2 separate regions of the Pan troglodytes genome follow, and region 1 is linked to region 2. Evidence: chromatin contacts called from public HiChIP or PLAC-seq data. All regions are on one chromosome and are shown on one strand. The core of a region is the stretch at or near the end of the contact, and the rest is flanking DNA. Distances in the headings are between cores, read along the strand shown. Region 1 holds the start of PRPH (peripherin). Region 2 holds the start of MCRS1 (microspherule protein 1).

Evidence for each region. HiChIP or PLAC-seq counts read pairs in DNA pulled down with a chosen protein or histone mark.
Region 1: an H3K4me3 HiChIP or PLAC-seq map of stem cell-derived excitatory neurons shows a contact between it and region 2, with 4 times the contacts expected there. The contact joins the promoter of PRPH here to the promoter of MCRS1 in region 2. A contact is called at or near these places in 1 of 7 Hi-C or Micro-C datasets (stem cell-derived neural progenitor cells) and 1 of 1 datasets of contacts at active chromatin or transcription factors (stem cell-derived excitatory neurons).

What each region holds. Positions count from the first base shown.
Region 1 is chr10:46,573,604-46,577,273 of NHGRI_mPanTro3-v2.0_pri, reverse strand. It overlaps PRPH (peripherin), which reads left to right and starts at 2,387. Exons shown (of 9, transcript XM_016923485.4): 1 at 2,387-3,670.
Region 2 is chr10:46,297,311-46,301,097 of NHGRI_mPanTro3-v2.0_pri, reverse strand. MCRS1 (microspherule protein 1) reads right to left here and starts at 1,947. Exons shown (of 15, transcript XM_009425469.3): 1 at 1,391-1,947; 2 at 48-167. The coding sequence starts at 57. It also overlaps a transcript of PRPF40B not described here.

The DNA.
Region 1 (3,670 bases), core at 1,138-3,637, 280 kb before region 2:
AAAGTGCTGGGATTACAGGCGTAAACCACTGTGCTCCACCGGCATGTCTTTGTTCTATGACTGTTCTTTGGCCAGCCATGGATCTCTTTACTCTCCCAATCTCCCACTCTCTCTTGCCTACATGCCCTCCTAATCCAGCTTTGAGCCCGTGGCCTGACATTTAATAGCACTCTTGGCCAGGCGTGGTGGCTCACGCCTGTAATCCCAGCACTTTGGGAGGCCGAGGCAGGCGGACCATTTGAGATCAGGAGTTCGAGACCAGCTTGACCTACATAATGAAACCCCGTCTCTACTAAAGTACAAAAATTAGCCAGGCATGGTGGCAGGTACCTGTAATCCCAGCTACTCGGGAGGCTGAGGCAGGAGAATCGCTTGATCCCAGGAGGTGGAGGTTGCAGTGAGCTGAGATCATGCCACTGCACTCCAGCCTGGGCAACAGAGCAAGACTCTCTCTCAAAAAAAATTAAATTTAATTTAATTTAAAAATAGCACTCTTGCCAGTAACCTAAACTTCGTTACTCACCTTCCCTGCAAACCCCTGAACACATGCAATGGTTGTTTCTCTTCCAGCCTTCATCAGAGCAGCCAAGGGAGGCAGGAGGAGGAGGAGCGATGAGAATACTGGCAAATACTTCTACAGCATGTACTAGGTGCCAAGCACTAAGTGCTTTACAGAGGGTAACTCGTTTAATCCTCCCAACACCATGAGGTAAGTACTGTTATTATCATTCCCATTTGTGGATAAAGAAAATGGGGTGGCCAGGCGCGGTGGCTTATGCCTGTAATCCCAGCACTTTGGGAGGCCGAGACAGGTGGATCACGAGGTCAGGAGATCGAGACCATCCTAGCTAACATGGTGAAGCACCGTCTCTACCAAAAATATGAAAAAATTAGCCAGGCGTGGTGGCAGGCGCCAGTCATCCCAGCTACTCAGGAGGCTGAGGCAGGAGAATGGCGTGAACCCGGGAGGCGGAGCTTGCAGTGAGCTGAGATCGTGCCACTGCACTCCAGCCTGGGTGACAGAGCGAGACTATGTCTCAAAAAAAAAAAAAAAAAAAAGGAAGAAAAAAGAAAGAGAGAAAGAAAGAAAGAAAGAAAATGGGGTGAACAGAGGTTAAGTGACTCAGAAAACCCAAAGCACACAGCTAATTAAGGTGAGCAGCCATGAATGAACCTGCACCATCTGCCCAGAGTCCCGGTCCACCAGGGGAGGATGAGGCCAGGGAGGACTTGGCTTCTTCCGCCTTGGGTCCAAGCACTACTTTCAGCAACCAGGGGCACAGTCCAAAAGAAGCCCAGACTCTCACTGCTCTTGGGGCTGACATTATCACTCTGGAGGTTAATAATAATAGCAATAATAAAACCAGCTTCCATTTTCAGGCTTTAAGATGTGTGTCCTAAGCACTTCACATGTATTTATTTATTCCTTTAGTCCTCCCAACAACACTATGAGGTAGAAGCTACAGTTAGTTATCTCCCTTTTCTTGAGGGACATGAAGGGACGTAGTGACGAGCCTAAATTCTACAACAGAGTGGTGGATCAGATGGGAAGTGTGGCAGCTGGATGCCAGAGCCCGGCTCTTAACCCAGACTCTTTGCCTACCTTTGCTCCGCCTGGAGTTGCTGGCCTGCTCCTTCTGCTTTAGGGGAGGAGCCTCTTCTGCCTGGCAGTTCCCCACCCAGGCCTGATCCACAGCTCCAGAGCCCTGCTGTGGCAGCCCTCTGTCCCTTCTCCTCCGAGGCATGTAGGTGGCCAGCGGAGCCCTTAAGCAGGGTGAGGACGGGAACTCCATCTGGAACTCCCCAGGCCCAGCTGCAGCCCCAGCAGCCTCTACTCTCAGAGGCTTGGGTCCCCCACCAGTGCCCTGTAGACAGGGCCTGAGCTGGTCCTCCCCAGGCCTTGCCCGCCTCTCCTGATGCAGAGCTGGCTCCCTGCTCCTGGAGGGTGGGGCCAAATCCGGGATAGATGGGGCTCCAGGCCAACAGCAGCTGGGGCTCAGTGCCCAGGACTGCGGCAGGAAGCACCAAGGCTTCCCTAGCCCCTCCTCACACCCACCAAGCCTCCCGGCCCTATCCCGGGTGGGACCCTACCCCTCCCAATTCCTAGGAGTTAGGGGAGGCCAAGCTGTCATTTATTCGTCCTGTCCCATCTCTCCCTTCCTCCCGCTTCCCACTCCCCTGGCAACCAAACCAGACCCATCAAGGAGAAGGAACTGGCAGCTGTGCAGGGAGAGACTAATGGCCCGGAAGGAAGGAGGGGCCTGGAAAGGAGACGAAGGCGGTAGGGACGTGAGCAGGGCGTTGGGCGTTGGCCCTGGCCCATCTCACAGGACGCACAAAGGGGGGAGGGGGCTGCTGCCCTGCAATACTGAGGAGCTGGCCAGCCAGGGAGCCGCCCTCCTTACCCCCAGCCAGATATCCAGGCAGGAACCTCAAACCTGCTTCCCCAGATGCACTCTCTTGTCCTCAGGTCCCATCTGAGGCAGACCTGTCTCACAGGACAGCGCTGGAGTCCCCAGCAGCAGCAGCAGCCCCAGCCCTATGGTTCCTGGCAAACCCAGCAGACCTCAGCAACCCGGCTCCTGCAGACGATCCGAGCTGCCTCTGTCCACTCCTGGGCAGGTTGTGCTTGCATTCTGGAAGCTGTTTGACATACAAAGGCCAGATATCAGCCTTCCCGCTACCTCTGGAGTAGGGGAGGGTGTGGTGGGATGTGTGATTGTGTGTGTATGTGTGTGTATGTAGTGTGTGTGCGCATAGATGTACAAAGCTGTGTGTATGCATCTGTTTGCGTGCGCAGGTTTGTGGACCTGTTCTGGGGCCTTCTCTCTTTCAGACTGCTGGGGATGGGCACTTTCTCTTTCCCCATCTCTTCCCCATCCAGCCCCACCCATCCCTGGTACCTGCAACTCATCAATACTGGAAACCAGCTCCTGCCAGTCCATCCATCTCTCAGCCTTGGCAGCCGCTGTTGCCCCTCAGCCCCCTCCCCTTCCTACCTCAGGAATCACTCTGGTTCCCGTAAAGCCCATGACTGAGCAGCAATTGGTGTGGGGTTGGGGGGAGGGAGAATCCAGTAAACCAAGACAGAATACAAAAGGCCCACTTAGCCCAGCCCGTGGCATGGGGCAGACCCTCCCGAGTGGGATCCAGAGCTGGGTCCAGCCACCCTCAGCCCCCTATGATGTACCCACCTCATTGGGGCTTGTTGCGGGGTAGGTCTAGGTTTGGGGGCTGTGTCTTTAAGGCTGAAACATCAGCAGACAACCTCTGCTGGGCCGTCTTCAGGGGAGGGGGAGGGGGGCTGGTCAGCCCATTAGCAGCAGAGCTGGCGCCAGGCACCAGCCCTTCACAGGGCCCTGGGGATTAGGGAGAGTAGCTCTTCCCCAGCCCGATCTGCCTCTGCGCCCCTGTCTCCTATTCCTCTCTGGGTGTGGTGAAGGAGGGGTAGCTGACAGCAGGTGAAAATAGAGCCTGGCCTTCAGGGGGCAAGTCAAGGCACTAGCTATGGGGCCTAAGCCAGGTCAACTCTCCCTCCAGCTGGCCTCCTCCCTACTCCTGTGCCAGAAGCCTGTCCTTTAACTTCAGGTCCTTCTACCTCGCAATTTTCAGGGACTCTAGTTCAAGTCAGGCCTTCCTACCCTAGGTTCTAGCTTTGGGTGCTTGTTGG
Region 2 (3,787 bases), core at 698-3,197:
ATGCTTGGCGCCCGAGCATTTGGGGAGCTGTCCCGGCCTCATACTACCTTTGTCCATCCTCTTACAGTCCCAAAGCCACTGGTTCCAAACCACAGGGCTAGGAGGAACGGTCCCACAGGCTCATCCAAGGATTCTGACCAGGTGAGCTTAAAGGCTGAGAGGAGATTCTGCAAAGGAGAAATGAGGCTCCCTGAGGCTCAGATTTCCAACTGGCCAGCCTCACTTCCTTATACTGGCTCAGGTCCCCCAGGGTCCCATAAGCTAGGGAAGACATAAGGACAGGAAAGAGGCATAAGGCCCCACTCTGCCAATAATAGCCTTAGACATCAGTCTTGTGAAGGTCACTGGCACCTTTCAGAGTATGGTAACAGCTATGGACTGCAGAAAAGGGTGCAAACACATACTATTTTAGAGGGTTCATAGACCCTTTAATTCTACTGATATCTCCTAGGTTAGGCGCCTTGACTATAAACTAGCAAGAGACAAGGGATTCTTTGGCCCACATTTTTCTTTACTTCAGCTGTCCACTCAGCTCAGCAGCACCAGCCTTCCCCTCCCAGGCCAAAGCAGGAAAAAAGAAAGGGAGGCAAAACTCCAACCAGTCCATCTCGTTTTTTTTTTTTTTTGTTTTGTTTTTTGTTTTTCTTTTCCATTTGGGGTTTTTACTGAAGATTTAGTAAGTGGTATTTCCATGAGATACCATCTCGTGGAAACCAAAAACCACTGTTTGGGAACTGCGTGATTATCAACCACCCTGTGCCCCAACAACCCCTAGAGAACCCAGGTACTGGACTTTCTCGGGGCGCTCCTCTCGTGAGTCCCCACTTCTAACCAGGGTGGCTCTTAGCTCAGTGTTCTAGCCCTGTCCCCAGGTGAGCCTGTCGCTCTCCGCTCCATAGGCTACGACTAAGAATCTTGACATCTGAGGAGAGGGCGAAGGGGCCCGAGCTTGCCGGCAAACTGAGGTAGGGTCTGTGCCCCTTCCTTACCGGACCCTCCGCCCCTCGTTCTCCCAACAGTGCACACCCAAGGTAGGGGATCGGTCCAGGTCTGTCTCAAGAACTCGGGGTAGGAGCATTGATGAAGTCACCTCTGCAACTCAAAGCAGAGCACCAAGTAGCCTTGGTTTGAGACCCACAGGCTGGTGGCTGGGGAGGTGGGGGTAAACTCGCAAGCCCATTCTCACCCCAAGGTCTCCATGCCTTTGCGCATGCGTAACACTTCGAGCCAGATTCTAACCCAGTCCGGCCCACGCATGCGCAGCTTTTCGGGGCGCCACCGGGGCGGGGCCCCAAACTTGGGGGGTGGTCGTCCCCGGCGGCACTCTGCAAAACTCCATTTCACCCCCAACTCCTCTGAGAACCCTCAGAGGCGAACCGCGAGGTCTCACCATTCCTAGACTGCCAGATCCAACAATTTCTCCGCGGCGACGGTAGCAGCCGCAGGGCCAAAGCCGGCTTCCGTGAGGTACGTCTACTTCCGGTTAACGAACCAGGGGGCTGGCAATCTCTTCCGGTTCGTCTTGGCAACGTGTGTGAAGGGGGCGTGGCCATGGTACGGAAAGTGTAAATATTTTACCAATAGCGGAAAGTAAAGGCTTTCCTAGTTGGGACAGCATATAGGGAAACGTTAAGGATTATAGGCACCGGAGAGGTAACCCGGCTTGAGGGGTTGGTTAAAGGGAAAGGCGAGACTTAGGGCGAGACCGAGCGGGGCTAATTGAGGCGACGCGGGGAGGGGCGGACCGCGGACTGGATTTCGACTTCCAAATTCCCACGAGGTATAGGAGTCTGAGGGTTGCACAGGACGTTATGCATTGTTTGACTCCTCCAGAGCCTTTAGAGAAACTTCTATCAGGCCCGCCTGCTAGGCACTAGTCGGGGAGATAATGTAGCCAGGGAGATGTGGCGGACAGAAAGGGCAGAGAGGCTCTCTGAGGAGCGGATGGAGGATCGTGGGCCGCTTTACTGAGAAGGAAGAGACCCTGCGAGAAGGAGTAGTGTCGACTTGGTCCCGTCAGCCGGACCCCACCTGGACGGCTGGGGCCACTTGTGGTCGCCGGGAGGTAAGAGAGAAAACCAATGGAAGCACCTTCAGAGGAGAGTGCCTTGGAAGCAATCTTGGGATGGGAGAACGAACCTGTCGGAAAAATTGGGAATTTGGGGCTGTGAGAGATGTTCCGGAAAACTAGAAAGACTGTTCTCTAAAAGAGGAATTCTGTTTTATGCTTCCTTTGCGAGGTACTAAAGTGTAGCAGCTATAGACATACTTCAGCTCAGAATAAGAAAGATTCAGTTCCAAAGCTGTCCATCAGAGGTGTCAAGCACACATAACATGGACATTGCCAGGGAATTCAAGTGTCAAATGAGAGACTGGCCCTTTTGGCCCTGACAGTATACTATGGCCCTCTGCTTCAAGAGTACCAACCTCATTTACTGTTCTGTGGACTTGCTTAATGAGTATGTACTTATTTTAACTCCCATGAAAGAGTGTGTGTTTTATTTTTTAACAGGCACTTGATTAAATATAATTATGTAAACTTGTGAAAATATCAGAAAACCAATGAAATATTTTTTTTTTTGAGACAGAGTCCCGCTCCATAGCCCAGGCTGGAGTGCAGTGGCACAATCTCGGCTCACTGCAACCTCCGGCCCCCGGGTCTCGGTTCAGGCAATTCTCCTGCCTCAGCCTCCCGAGTAGCTAGGATTACAGGCACGTGCCACCATGCCCAGCTAAGTTTTTTTTTTTTTTTTTGTAGAGACAGGTTTTCACCATGTTGGCCAGGCTGGTCTTGAACTCCTGATCTCATGATCAGGCTGCCTCGGCCTCCCAAAGTGCTGGGATTACAGGCATGAGCCACAGCACCCGGCCTGAAATACTTTTTATAAAAAGTGATTACACAGAACATTAATAATATTAATGTTATTAAATATATATGAATTCATGATAACTATGAAAAACATACAAAGGAAAAGACAGTTGAAGGAAATGCACCAGAATGTTAACACATGTCCAAGTGGTAGTAGTAGTAATTTTTCTCTCTAATTATTTTCCAGTTTTTTAATACATGGTTTTTAAATTTTGTTTTATTTTTTTTGAGACAGAGCCTTCCTCTGTCACCCAGGCTGGAGTGCAGTGGAGCAATCTCGGCTCCTGCAACCTACATCTCCCGGGTTCAAGCGATTCTCATGCCTCAGTCTCCTGAGTAGCTGGGATTGCAGGTGTGCGCCACCATGCCTGGATAATTTTTGTGTTTTTAGTAGAGATGGGGTTTCACTATGTTGACCAGGATGGTCTCAAACTCCTGACCTCAAATGATTCACGCACCTCAGCCTCCCAAAGTGCTGGGATTACAGGTGTGAGCCACTGCGCCCAGCCATATTTTACAATGGAAAAAAAAATAGGTTCTACACAACTTCTTTTTATTGATTGATTGATTTTGAGGCAGAGTCTCGCTCTGTCACCCAGGCTGGAGTACAGTGGCACAATCTCGGCTCACTGCAACCTCCACCTCCTGGGTTCAAGTGATTCTCCTGCCTCAGCCTCACAAGTAGCTGAAATTACAGGTGCCTGCCACCCGCCTGGCTTATTTTTGTATTTTTAGTAGAGACGGGGTTTCGCCATGTTGGCCAGGCTCGTCTCGATCTCCTGGCCTCAAATAATCCACCCGCCTCAGCCTCCCAAAGTGCTGGATTACAGGCGTAAGCCACTGCACTGAGCCACAACTTCCTGAGTGAAAGAGGAGAAAGGAAAACTCTTGGCTTCCAGCTGCCTGAGGTAATTCCTT